Linked DNA regions of Arabidopsis thaliana: region 2 is linked to region 1. Evidence: chromatin contacts called from public capture Hi-C data. All regions are on one chromosome and are shown on one strand. The core of a region is the stretch at or near the end of the contact, and the rest is flanking DNA. Distances in the headings are between cores, read along the strand shown. Region 1 holds the start of AT5G12360. Region 2 holds the start of EMB3011 (RNA helicase family protein).

Evidence for each region. Capture Hi-C pulls out chosen DNA fragments and counts their contacts.
Region 2: a contact with region 1 is called in a capture Hi-C map of root, with 2.2 times the contacts expected there. The contact joins the promoter of EMB3011 here to the promoter of AT5G12360 in region 1. A contact is called at or near these places in 2 of 26 Hi-C or Micro-C datasets (seedling and vegetative nucleus) and 1 of 3 other capture datasets (root).

Annotation. Positions count from the first base shown.
Region 1 is chr5:3,999,398-4,005,664 of TAIR10.1, reverse strand. It overlaps AT5G12360, which reads left to right and starts at 2,923. Exons shown (of 5, transcript NM_121274.4): 1 at 2,923-3,296; 2 at 3,412-3,486; 3 at 3,978-4,247; 4 at 4,346-4,392; 5 at 4,578-4,775. The coding sequence starts at 3,417. The coding sequence ends at 4,775. SEC10 (exocyst complex component sec10) reads left to right here. Exons shown (of 25, transcript NM_001036794.2): 15 at 1-144; 16 at 340-393; 17 at 462-578; 18 at 664-756; 19 at 903-1,049; 20 at 1,172-1,269; 21 at 1,425-1,509; 22 at 1,874-1,932; 23 at 2,237-2,335; 24 at 2,422-2,505; 25 at 2,585-2,923. The coding sequence ends at 2,663. AT5G12350 (Regulator of chromosome condensation (RCC1) family with FYVE zinc finger domain-containing protein) reads right to left here. Exons shown (of 9, transcript NM_121273.5): 6 at 6,163-6,267; 7 at 5,740-5,886; 8 at 5,328-5,650; 9 at 4,864-5,237. The coding sequence ends at 5,120.
Region 2 is chr5:4,120,273-4,127,246 of TAIR10.1, reverse strand. It overlaps EMB3011 (RNA helicase family protein), which reads right to left and starts at 4,847. Exons shown (of 17, transcript NM_121304.6): 1 at 4,495-4,847; 2 at 4,274-4,385; 3 at 3,977-4,189; 4 at 3,781-3,818; 5 at 3,412-3,640; 6 at 3,074-3,241; 7 at 2,823-2,968; 8 at 2,539-2,639; 9 at 2,278-2,386; 10 at 1,803-1,980; 11 at 1,467-1,696; 12 at 1,208-1,384; 13 at 1,007-1,078; 14 at 730-906; 3 more. The coding sequence starts at 4,500. GSL12 (glucan synthase-like 12) reads left to right here and starts at 5,758. Exons shown (of 43, transcript NM_121303.8): 1 at 5,758-5,905; 2 at 5,989-6,240; 3 at 6,326-6,426; 4 at 6,553-6,677; 5 at 6,788-6,881; 6 at 6,965-6,974. The coding sequence starts at 6,045.

The DNA.
Region 1 (6,267 bases), core at 1,674-4,173:
GTCTCAGAGTCATCTGGGACAATAGGACGCTCTAAGGGTGCTTCAATATCATCATCTCTGCAGCAGATATCAGTCACCGTTGTCACAGATTTTGTTCGATGGAATGAAGAAGCAATAACCAGATGCACATTGTTTTCATCTCAGGTTACTGAACTTAGCAATTTATGAGAAACTTTTCCAAAATAAGTTAGTTGCTGTGAATTTTGAGAAAAGATGTCGGAATAGGATATTGACAAAGAAATAATCTAAAATATTGATTTTGGCTGAATTATCTAACAGTAAGTAAACTTTAATATCTGGGATTGCATATCTGATATTTATAATTATTTTTTTGTGCAGCCAGCCACACTTGCAGCCAATGTTAAAGCTATATTTACTTGCCTGCTAGACCAGGTATGCTGTTCATGAGATTCTAGAGTCATTCATATTAATAGAGCTGATGCAATGATGAGTTCTTGCAGGTGAGCGTATACATAACTGAGGGACTTGAACGGGCAAGGGATAGCCTGTCTGAAGCTGCAGCATTGAGGGAGAGATTTGTTTTGGGCAGAAGAGTAGCTGCTGCAGCTGCTTCTGCTGTAATTCCTTCTCTTTTCTATTTCTCACTATTTGAAATGCTATTGTTATGTGGAGTTAATTATAGTTTCTTTGATTGTTTCTCAGGCAGAAGCTGCTGCTGCTGCTGGTGAAAGTAGCTTTAAATCCTTCATGGTTGCTGTGCAACGTTGCGGTAGCAGTGTTGCTATAGTTCAGCAGGCATGTTGGATTACTTTTATGGTTATCAGTTCGTTTCAATTATTTCATCTGAGAAGGCTTCTCCTACTCAACTATTAAAGTATTCAAATAGTTTGACCCAATCTTCTACAATGAAAATTCTATAATCATCTAATTTTCTTTTCCAGTATTTTGCAAATTCTATATCTCGGCTTCTCCTACCAGTGGATGGTGCACATGCTGCTTCATGTGAAGAAATGTCAACTGCTCTGTCCAAAGCAGAGGCAGCTGCTTATAAAGGACTTCAGCAGTGCATTGAAACTGTGATGGCTGAGGTTAGTTCTTTTTTGTGTACATTACAAACAGAGCCATGAGGTTCAACCCTGAACAGGTTTAGGAGTCATGCTTAATATTTTCTTTCCCCTCATTTTAAGGACTCTAATATGGTCTTTTTCAGGTTGATAGGCTACTTTCATCTGAGCAGAAGTCTACTGATTATAGATCAACTGATGATGGAATTGCTTCTGACCACCGTCCAACAAATGCCTGCATAAGGTTAAAGGCTTCACCTTTTTTTTTTTTTAGTTTGATAAGCCAGAAGTGCTTATCTGTAGTTATACTTAGTAGATTTCTGAACCATTTTACAAAATATCTATTGATCACGTCTCAACACTGTGCTATTCTTTTATCTGATTTTTTCTCTTGTTTAGGGTCGTGGCTTATCTTTCCCGGGTACTTGAGTCTGCTTTCACTGCCTTGGAAGGTCTTAATAAGCAAGCCTTCCTGACTGAACTGGTATGATTTCTTTCTCACCACAGATTTCGTTAAGCCTTTTGGTTACTATTTGATCTGTTCGAAGTATTTATTCGCCCTGGCCTTTGCTTTTTATTGCTTTGTCCAACGACGGATTAGAGAAGAAAAAGAAACATTCTAAGCTTAAGTTCCTGTGTGATAACTTCGACTTTTCCATATACTGCCATCTTTTTGCCTATGAAATGGCAGTCTTTAACAAATGAATGATCCAATTAAAAAGCAACTCAATCTTGTTTTCCACTACTGTGGTGACTTCAAAATAAATAGTTAAAAAAAATAATTTATAATTTATGCATCATATAGAGAAGGATGAGGATTTGAATTAAGTTTTCTTTATCATTTTCAGGGAAATAGGTTAGAAAAACTGCTACTAACACACTGGCAGAAGTTCACTTTCAATCCCAGGTATGATTTCAGCTCTTTGTATGTTTTCTCTTTTCCTTACTAAAATCGCATCTGCAGAATAACCGAAAATGAGATTCAGGGCCCTAATAAATCAAACATAGATAACCATTCCAAATTTGCTATCTCTGAGTTTTCACTCTGATCTGACATGAATGCAATGTTTGATTCGCACCTCTTGGTATAAATGTTTTGTCGGATCAAATCAAAGTCTTGACCACATTAAATAAAAGATCCATTGCAAAATTAGGTCTGAGTGAATAAACCTTGGTTCTGTTTTTATGATTACTAACACTTGGGTTGACAGTGGAGGACTGCGGCTGAAGCGTGACTTAAACGAGTATGTAGGATTTGTTAAAAGCTTCGGTGCTCCATCTGTGGATGAGAAATTTGAGCTTCTGGGAATGTAAATAACAATCTTGAGACTCTCTTGTCACTTTAATTCTTCTTCTTCTTATTATTATTTATTGTAATCACTTTTTGTGAGTGCAGAATAGCGAATGTTTTCATAGTTGCTCCAGATAGTCTGCCAACATTGTTCGAGGGAAGTCCAAGCATTCGCAAAGACGCACAAAGGTAAGAATAGAAAGAGATTATAAAGGATAAAATAGAAAGAATAAAAATGATGAAATAAAGAGTTGAGAATAATGTGCAGGTTTATTCAACTGAGGGAGGACTATAAGAGTGCGAAGCTGGCAACAAAACTCAGCTCCTTGTGGCCAAGCTTGAGCTGATCTCTCAATGTTTAAAGAACACACTTGAACCAGTCAGTCAGTGCCACCACCAGATATATATTATTTTATGTATATACCATGAAATCTTGCCTCCTCTCTTCATTCTGAATCGTTATGGGTCTTAATTTGTGTTTTCTTTTTCGCTTGAGACAGTGACCAATATATTTGAGATATCGTTTTGGTCCAAAAAATTAAAATATTTGAGATGTCGTTATGAGTCTCAAGACAGATGTTTTACTTTCTGCATAAAAATTGGAAAGATGCAAAATAGGAGAAAATAAAAGAAGTAACTAACTTAAATTAACACTGTAAAAGTTATGCAAAGCCATTAGCCATTAAAACATCCTTGCGCCTCGTTGATCACGATGCTGCAAAAAAAAAAAGGGAGTAAAGAATTTGAAAATGTTACAAATAAACGGACCGCTCTCTCTCTCTCTGTTCGTTTGAAATTCTGCATACCCTAAATCGCAGCAGATTCGTTCTCTTCGTCTTCCGTTTAGAGCAGAGTCCTTGCTGTTTCTCTATCATCACTCTCTTCTTCTTAATTTCTGCCAACTCTTTTGGGGATTTTGGTTGGTGGGGAAATTGTTTAGCTGTTGATTTGGAGTTTCTCTATCCGCTCATCGGCATCTTGTGAGTCTAATCTTTAGTGATTGGGTTTGATTTTGTTGATATCGAGATTGCTTCATTTCCCACTCATTCGCTGCTTGTTCATGTAAAATTTACCCCCAAAATTGGTTGAATGTAGTGAGCATGGCCAACACAATTCTTCGCGGGCAGATGATTTTTCAGGACGAGAATGCATTGGCGGCCCTTGGAAAAAGTAATTTTTACCTACACTGCAATCTCTGGGTTTTTTGCTCCCTTTTATCTTATTGGACAAAGAAATCGTTTTTTTTTGTGATGACTCGTTTGTCCTATGGTTGGAAAATCTTTGGAGACTATACGAGAAATGAAACATGAAGGACCTACCAAGTTGCGAATATTTCTGTCTTTTTTTCTCTTGGATTCATATGAGAGGTCTTGGTTTCTTGAATTAAGAGCTTCTTATTATTGCTTAGAGATACATTCATGAATTTGCTTCAGGGTCTGTATTTATAATCATGTCCAATATTATGCTTAGGATCAAATTTGAACTAAGTTTTGTTTTGTGTCCATCTTGTATATGTTTTTATTCATCAGTGTAAGCATGAGAATGTATGTTCACCATGGAACATGTTTTTATTTATAGAATTTCTGTAATTCTAGAGGTAGAGCTCCTGGCAACTTATTATGTTTCTAAAGTCTTTTTTTTTTTTTTTTTTGACATTGTAGAGGCGGTTGCTGCTGGAAAAGGTAAGAGTTCACTCGCAGCTCCAAAGAAAAATGGGGCGGGTTTCGGAAGCCGCAAGGCTCTCCATGACATTACAAACAAGTCAAAGTTGCAACCTCAAGCTTCATCCACGACGAGGAAGGATGTTGAGGGAGTGGATTTTGACATAGCAAAGGAAGGTTTCTTGCATGATCACAGCAAATGCATTGAAGAACAACAACAAGACCAGTGGGATAGCTACTTCTCTGAACACATCATCCTGCATGGACATGGTAATAATGACTTATGAAGAAAGAACCCTTTTTCTCTATCTTATGTTTCCTTTGCTTGGCTTAATTCTCTGAAGCCTAATTTTTGTTCTGCTTTTCAGAGACAAACATCAAAGAAGGGGTTCCTCAATACAATAATATTCAAGAGGTAAGATTAGCTTTTACCTTACCTTGTCTTTCTCTATCTTGATTATGTTGAGTTATAAGAGAATCGTTCTTCTAAGATCGTTGGTTAATGCCATAAGAGTTTAGAGGAGACAAACACATAGCATCGTATTGTAGCTCCGGTTTTGAGCAACTTTCATGACTCTTTCACTTGTTTTTGTGCCTAAGATTGATGCTGAGAACAGCTGGGATGAACTCAAAGAGATACCAATGGAGGAGTTTTCCGATCTGCTGGAATGCTCAACTCAATGGCGCTCACCACCAGACTCACTAAGCCATCACCATTCTTCGTTACCTTCATCGCCTTTGCCATGGCATTTTGAAACTGTAGAATTCAAGCTCAAGGAGGATGAAGACACCACTTGAGGTCCAGTTTTACTTTAGTTGTTTTTTTTTTGTTGGAACAATATCAGTAACTTCTTAGTTTCTAATGTGATGATGTATCTACAAATCTGCTCGAAATCCAATTACTCAGCATTGTTTCTAGGGGGTAAAAACACTGTATGTTTTATAGGATTTACAGAATGATTTAACCACAAAGAATTTACAACTTTATCACAAACAACACCACACAAATCCCAAACTACAATGAAAGCACTTAAAAACATCTAATTTCTCTCTATATATATCTGTTGTTATATCCCGAGATTCTGCACTCACCTGAATCGGGCATAGGAAAAAAATAGACAACTGGTTGGTGTTAAAGAGTTTCAGCGAGGCAAGTCCTCACTGGCTTTGTCAACCATGCGAACATTGTATTGTTCATAGACTCTTCCTCTGTTATCTGCCCACCACTGTTCTGCTTGTATCTCACTAAACCTTTTTCGGCTGTCAGAAAACAAAACAGTAATTACAGTCCAATCTTCAGACATAAAAAAACTGATTGTTTCTTTTTAGGTAGATAAGAAACTATTATACCTGAAACGGACGCGTTTGAGATCTCTAGCACCTCCGGCTAAGGCTGTAAGAGTGATATAGACACCAGGTTCATCTTGTTCAACCCATTCCTTCTCGTTCCGTGCTTCATTCGTTGCTTCACCATTCCCAAATGCAGGTGTCATGGTCCCATTAGAAAACATTGGGGTCGTGATGCCATTTGGCTCGGATTCTTGGCTATTTGCTTGGTTTAAGATATTAAAAGGGTCAATGCGACCAGGGCTGGAACCAAATGAGTTAAGAGAAGGAGGAGACTTCACAGTCCGAGCTGATCCAACGGGTAATCTTTCGGCCATGTCTTTTAACTGCATAGTTATGTTGATGTGTTAAAATCAGTATAAGAAATCACCAATAATTGCATAAACCATATTTTTATTTTAAACTTGGAAATTACTTGAGCGGTAAGTGATTTGATCACTTCTTTTGCTGCCTTGCATCTTGTCGTTTCTTCATTAGTTATTGCCAACGCCTCTTTTAGCTGCTTGGTTGTTCTTTCCAGCTCAACTTCTTGAAGCTGGGCCTTCCTTGTAAGACTTTCAACCTTGTAATATCAATTACTGGTTAGCAAAGAAGCAATCCTAGAGAGAAACTGACTAACTGAAGCAGTATTTAAATTTCAAAAAGAAGTAAATGTTTCATAAGGAAACCAAGTAAATTGGCGGCCAAGCCTTCTCCAATCCTACAAATAGCATGATTTCACCACAAAGTAAAATCCAGAACGTACTTGGCCGTGACAGGAAACAAAGCATAATCTCACCAACTACATCTTTTTGCAGCAAAGAATGTGGGAAGGATTTTGGAGATAAGAGAAATATACCTGAGATCTTAGCTTAACGACCTCTTGGCTTAGGTTATCATTGGTTCTCTTAGTATCATCCACTACAAATTTTGGTGTGGCTAGTCCTGAAAGAGTGGGAGTCGG
Region 2 (6,974 bases), core at 3,598-6,097, 120 kb before region 1:
GAAAAGCACGCTGCCTCAATCTCATCTTGCCCGGTCATAAAAATGAGAATGTCCCCAGGTGGGCTTGTTATGTGAATCGTCATTGCCTGTTTAACAGCAGCTTCAACATAGTCTTCACAAGGAGTTTTAGAGTAGAGAATATTGACAGGGAAAGTCCTTCCAGGAATGTTGAAGATAGGAACACTGCATTACCAAAGCAAAAACACTGTCATATAAAATCCTTCTTCAGATTCTAAATTGGTCTTATGTGAAGGATGATGATAACCTACCTCCCAAAGAAATTGGAAAACTTTTGAGCATTAAGGGTTGCTGACGTGACTATCAGCTTGAAATCACGACGCCGAGCCACAACTTTTTTCAGTATTCCAAAAAGGACGTCTGTGTTGAGTGACCTTTCATGCGCTTCATCCATCACCACCACACTATACAGAGTCCAAAAAAGGAGTTAGCAACGATATTTATCTAGTTCAAAGCATGATCTATCAGAGGTAAGGTTAAAGCATACATACCGATACTTATCCAGGTCAGAATCTTTGAGGGTCTCTCTCAGTAGTACTCCATCGGTCATGTACTGTAATTTCAAAGGAAAAAATGAAGTTGCAGAAGAAATCTACGTGTTTTATTGAAGTGCAGATGCTAAAAGCATGATAAGCCAAGCTTTCTGAGGCCAACTAAACCAGAAACATAAAAGATAAGGAAAAATCAGTTCATTACTTGAGAACACCTTACCTTGATAACAGTGTTTGGACCAGTTACATCTTCAAAACGAATTGCATAACCAATTTTATCGCCCAACTCTGTTTCCATCTCTTCACTAACTCTCTTTGCAACACTCATGGCTGCTACACGCCTTGGTTGGGTGCAACCAACTATACCATTTATAGTGTAACCATCCTCATGAAGATACTAACAAAAAGGAACAGAATATAAGTGCAATGTTTGAATTGTTTTATAACTACGTATTAGTAAATGAATTCCCTGAAAAGCCATAGTAAGCCATAATTACCTGTGTAAGTTGAGTGGTCTTTCCCGAACCAGTTTCGCCAACCACCACTATCACCTGGTTTTCTCTTATTACCTAGAGAATACATTAAAAAGCAGATGATTAAGGCAAGGATGAAATTAAAATAAAAAAAAAGTGTAACCCCTAATAATAATGCATATTAAAATTCAACTATCAAGGCCATAAAAAGGAAAGACCACCAACCTGCAATAGTTCATCTCTAACAGAAAATATGGGAAGATACTGCCGTTGCTCTGCCATGGTCTTTGACATGGCAAATTCACTCACAGCTTCTCCCTTCTTCATATGTTGTGCAAATTTAGCCTCACCTTTAAAATCTACTTCACCGTCGTCACCAACTACAGCAGTATCGGCATCAATCTGCAAGATGATCATTACCAAGTCACACTATGTCCAACAACCACAATATCGATAGAGAACCAACAACCAATTAGGTAGTTACCTGCTCGGCTGATTTTTCAATACCAAGGATATTACCAAGATTAGAACCTGCAAGCTCCCAGAATCGCTGTCGTGACTTATTCGCACTTTGTTTCTCCCGAATTTCTTTGACAAGACCTGAGCCTTTTCGTGAAATTATAGCCATGTCTGATGTGGGATCCTTTACAGGCATTACTGGCTCTGCTTGCTTTGTGTAAACGACTCTTCCATCAAGGAAAGGAGGCTTCGTATCTGCAATTACCCAAAAAATAGAATATTACCTGGCATGTTACAAATACTACTCATTTAACCTTGACATTTATTGGTTAACTTTGAGCTATTCTAGTAGTCTATATACCATGTACAAGAAGAATTGCTTTCCGTTCTTCTTCGCTATCAAACTCAGTCTGCACTTCTGTGCCTCTAACAGCTCCAGATCTGAGAAGCTGGCGGTCTTCCCATTGAGCATTATCCGCATTGAGCTGAGAATATTTTTTACTCTGAGCGAGTGACATTTTGCTACCGTCTCTTCTAACCTGCATTACAAATATTACAAAGCATTCAATCGAGAACATAATTTGAACTTACAAATGTCTCTTCTAACCTACACTTATAATAATCTGAACTTACATATCAAAACAACATAATTTAGCTAAGTATACTTAATCAAGAGTAGTAAAAAGAGATAAGAGATTAATGCTTCAGTCAGAATCAAATTAAATTAGATGATTTATGCAAAACGGAAAAGCCTAGCCATAGATAATAGATCAGATATAAGCAGTGTCATATAAAAACTTGTAAAGAAAGAGTGCGTAATTGGTATAGATAAATACCAGTCTCTTTGCCAGTTCAGTTTCCTTCTTCTGTAGAGAAGCATCATCTCCAAGAAAAAAGGATGCACTGTCCGCATCAAACAGTGAGTTCCCTTCGTCTGTATCATACCTGGGAAATTGCAACAACAACTATTCATACAGGCTTTATAAAATCTATAAATGGTTCAACAATGAACGTGAAGAGTGAGACTATGCTCTCAGTTCATAAAACATTATTGATTCACCAATCTTTTCCTGCCTCTAAAGGAAAGTAATACTTACCATGCACGATCTGACTGATATTCCATTTCCACACGCATTGTTTCTGTGATCTCATGTTTAAATTCTTCAGCTCCTTGCGATCTATCCTCATCTGAATGCCCCTATATAAGACATAACAACATGTGGCATAGGTATTAAAACAAACAAAAAAAATCCTAATGCAAGAGAGCTATAATCCACATAAACATTTATCAAGCAAGCTCGACATGGATTCTTAAAACATGGGAAACAAATTGGAAATTCAGTTCTGTCTAATAAGAAGTGGCATGATCATGGGTGCATACCTCATTTGTCAGATCACCTTCCCTAGAATATGCAAGCTGATTGGATCTTCCACCATACCTAGAGCTTGAGGATCTGATAGATGATCCAGAAGCCCGAATTGGAATAGGAGAAGGTGCACCCATATCCCATGGAGAAGCAGAAGACACTGCATGTGAAGAAGGGTATGGTGATAAATCCCGTTGTTAATCTTTTCCCGGGGTTGCAATTAATAGAACCAAATTACAAATATTAAAATTAAAACACAACATACTAGTTGAACGTGGTGTATCCAGCCACGGGGAGGCTAAACGAGCATCAGGTGAAGCTGCAGCTAACATGGGTGATGGAGAAGGTTGAGGTCGCCTGCTGTAACTAGAGCCTCTGTCTCCGTGAGGACTACGTTCCCATTCGTCCTGTCCATCATCCCAGTCTGACCTACCTACACTCCATCAAAAAGGCCAAATAAGTGTTGTGTTTGCAACACTCATCACACTTATGGGAACAAAAAATTGAAAATAGACAAAATTGTATAGAGATAAATGTAGTGACATTTATGTCAATAAGCTCATAAATTGATAGCTTTATGAGCTTCAACAATCTTTAGCATACCTGGAGTCCTCCAATCGCTATTGTATCTCCTACGCTTTTCTCCGTGATAGTCTCGGTCAGATTGGCGATAAGATTCCCTCCGTCGGTAGTGATCCATCTCATCATAAGTGTTTCTCTGTCTTGACCGCGGAGTTTCACTTCTGTCACGCCTATGTTCTTCTCGATGCCTATTGCTACCACCTCTTTCATAACTAGATGTGCAAGATAAAGTCCTTGGAGTTATGGAGATCTTCATTCCAACAGGTGAAAAATATGTCAGAATACTAAAAGTCAAGTTGCATGTACTCTTAAAAATCAGTTAAGTAAGTAGAAAAGATAGATAACCCAGGGCAAAATAATGATTTCATTATTAGGATGGAATTGACTTACATCTGAAGTTCCAGCATTCTCTGTAGTCACGGTACTTTCTGCAATACAAAAAAATAAATAAATCACAAATGTCATAAGTCATAAGCACAGGAGTTCAGAAAAACGAATGAAGGTGGTATTTCAACATCGTACTTATGCTCACAAAGAAGGATCAAAGTCTAGGGCTGAAAACTACATATTGATGAGAAAAAAATACCTTGTGCAGACTGAGATCTTGAAGACTTCTCTCTATATCGCCTGCTGGAATGGACAGGTCGAGTGTTTTCTGTTCCAAAATCTAATCCTGATACATCAGATTTATCTTCTTCATCCAACGATGATGTAACAGATATTGCTGACTTCTTCGGAACCTTAAACTCGCCCTCAGTCTTGGCATTATCCTTTTTCTCAATTGCCCTTGCATCCAAACCTACAAATGTATTATCCCCATGGGTTCAATACGGTTCCAAAACAAGTAATCAAAATGCAAAAGCTCACAAATCCCAACTCATACCTAAACGGGACTTTCTCTCAGGAGCTTTAAAAGTCAATTTATCCTTCACAGGGACACCACCATTGGTTTCCTTGTCGGCTTCTAACGTTTCCGTAGTTTTGAATGGATCAACCTATATCATAAACAATACAATTATTGCTTGTACACATAATCAAGTTCCTCAAGCGCAAAACAACTTAAAAAATCCGAAAATTTGGCAAAATCAGCAAATCGGAACTTACCCCCATTACTCAGTCGACGATTTGAGCTCAAAACCGAATCTTCAATCCCGGAAATCGAAGACAGCTTCGTCCTTCGTTCCTTATCGGCGAGACAACGACTCCGGCGAGGATAGATTACTTTCCCTAGTTTATTAGGGCTTTGGTTCCTTCAACTCCTCTTGAGTGATTGATTCCAGGTGCTTTTTTCTGAATTATCCAATTTCAACAACGTGAAACACCTTCTTTGGATCAACCTTTGATATCTCCTCAGAGAGAGAGATATCTGGAAGCTGAGAAAGTTAGCAACACGATCGGAACAAAGGATCACCGCCGGTTAGGTTACACACGCTTTAACGCGATTCAGTATGTGCGTGGGATTATTTTTTATAAGTTTTGAATCAGAAAAAAAGTTTTACATATGGGCCGATTTATTTTACATATGGGCCTTTTAGCATTAACGCATTGTTATGTTTTTTACGCCGACGTATGCTTTTTTGTTTGGGCTCAACATAACTTTATTGATAAAGAGTATGACCGGCCTATGTATGAGGCTGCTACTTATCGACAGCAACATGACTTGAGTGAAAGTGAAAGTGAAAGTGATGCTATCGGAGTTGTTGTTGTTGTTCAGGACTAGGACTGGTATATCTTTGATAAATGGTTGGCCAGCAGGCCATGCTTGCACTTGCATCAAAGCTTGAATAACATCTTTGGTATCCTGACTCATAAATTACATGTTTAAAGCCCATGTTTAGGATAAAAACTTACATCAAATTAAACACTTGAAACATATAATTTGGAATAAGATCTAACGAAAACTTATTGGTTATAAAACAATCAAAGGTTATTAGTTATCTAATTACTTTAAACACTGCGCCAAATCCTCTAATCTTGTTGGACAAACGCAACGGTAAAAACAACGTCAAACAAAACGGTAAAAAAATATTGAAAAAAGTAATGACGAGTCATATGAGGTCAAAGAAGCCATTCAAGTTTTTAAAAAACCGCTAACACTTTTTTTATTGGAATCTTCGACTTTTTTGAAATTCCAAATCCCCTTACAAAAATACCCTTTCGGTTCATAAGTATTACGTTATTTGTCTCAGTGAATAGATTGGAGGTACCTTTTTTTGCTTGCTCCAAGACAAAACCGACATTGCCACAGTTTAAACTTGGTGGTGTTACTGTAATTAAATGGAAGGTAGAGCCTTTTTCTGGACACGACCTTCGAAAGTGTCCTTTTTAAAATTTCTTTTTATTTTTGTGTCTATTAAAGCGGTGCTTAAAAAAGGAAGATAAATACAAAAAAACATTCATTTCAGACTGCTCTCTCTCTCTCCCTTTCACTTTGCGTACTTAGCAGCTAAGTAGCTTAAAAAGTTGTGGCTCCTTTGCTCCGCCATTGTTAGGGTTTCTGGATCTCCGTTTCTCTGTATGTTCTTCTCAATGTTGCATCTCTGTTCGTCACTGTTGATTTTTAACCATCTTCGTCTAATGACTTTTGTTTGTTTTCAGGGAGGCTGAGGAAACCTTAAAACGATTTAAAACCTGGAGGTTATAGGGTAGACAAAATGTCTGCTACGAGAGGAGGTCCTGATCAAGGGCCGTCTCAGCCTCAGCAGCGGCGGATTATACGAACTCAGACTGCTGGTAATCTTGGAGAGTCATTCGATAGTGAAGTTGTTCCATCATCTCTTGTTGAGATTGCCCCCATTCTTCGGGTTGCTAATGAAGTTGAATCTAGTAATCCTAGGGTTGCGTATCTCTGTAAGTTCTTCTAAAACTTATTTCTTAATTTGGTTCTCTGTCATTTGGTTGTTTATCTGGTTTTTGGTTCTGCTTTCTCCCTTAGGTCGGTTTTATGCATTTGAGAAAGCACATAGATTGGATCCTACCTCCAGTGGAAGAGGTGTTCGGCAGTTTAAGACTGCACTTCTACAGCGTCTTGAAAGAGTGAGCATTCTTTATACTCTGCTTGATTCTTGCATGTGGCAGATTTGGATAGCTATTAGAAGGAATCTTGGTTTTAGTACTTTTCTTTGACAAATGTGGTCTACTGTTGCTTTGATTTTTTTGCAGGAACATGATCCAACACTGATGGGCAGGGTTAAGAAAAGTGATGCCCGTGAAATGCAAAGCTTTTATCAACACTACTATAAGAAGTATATTCAAGCTTTGCACAATGCTGCTGATAAGGCTGACCGGTATGTCTAACTTACTTAAATTGTCTTTTTAAGATGCTAATTTGTGTTTTGCCAGTGTTTGAGAGCACTAAATTCTCTTAATGATACTTTGAAGTGCTGTTAATTTTCAGTGCCCAGCTGACAAAGGCATACCAAACTGCCAATGTTTTGTTTGAGGTGTTGAAGGCTGTTAATCTGACACAGTCCATTGAGGTTGACCGGGAGGTAAGGCATTGTGACCTTCTAGTCCTGTCTCTTTTTTTTTTCCATCTCTTGTGCAACTTTACAATGAAGTTGAATGGTTCCAGATTCTGGAAG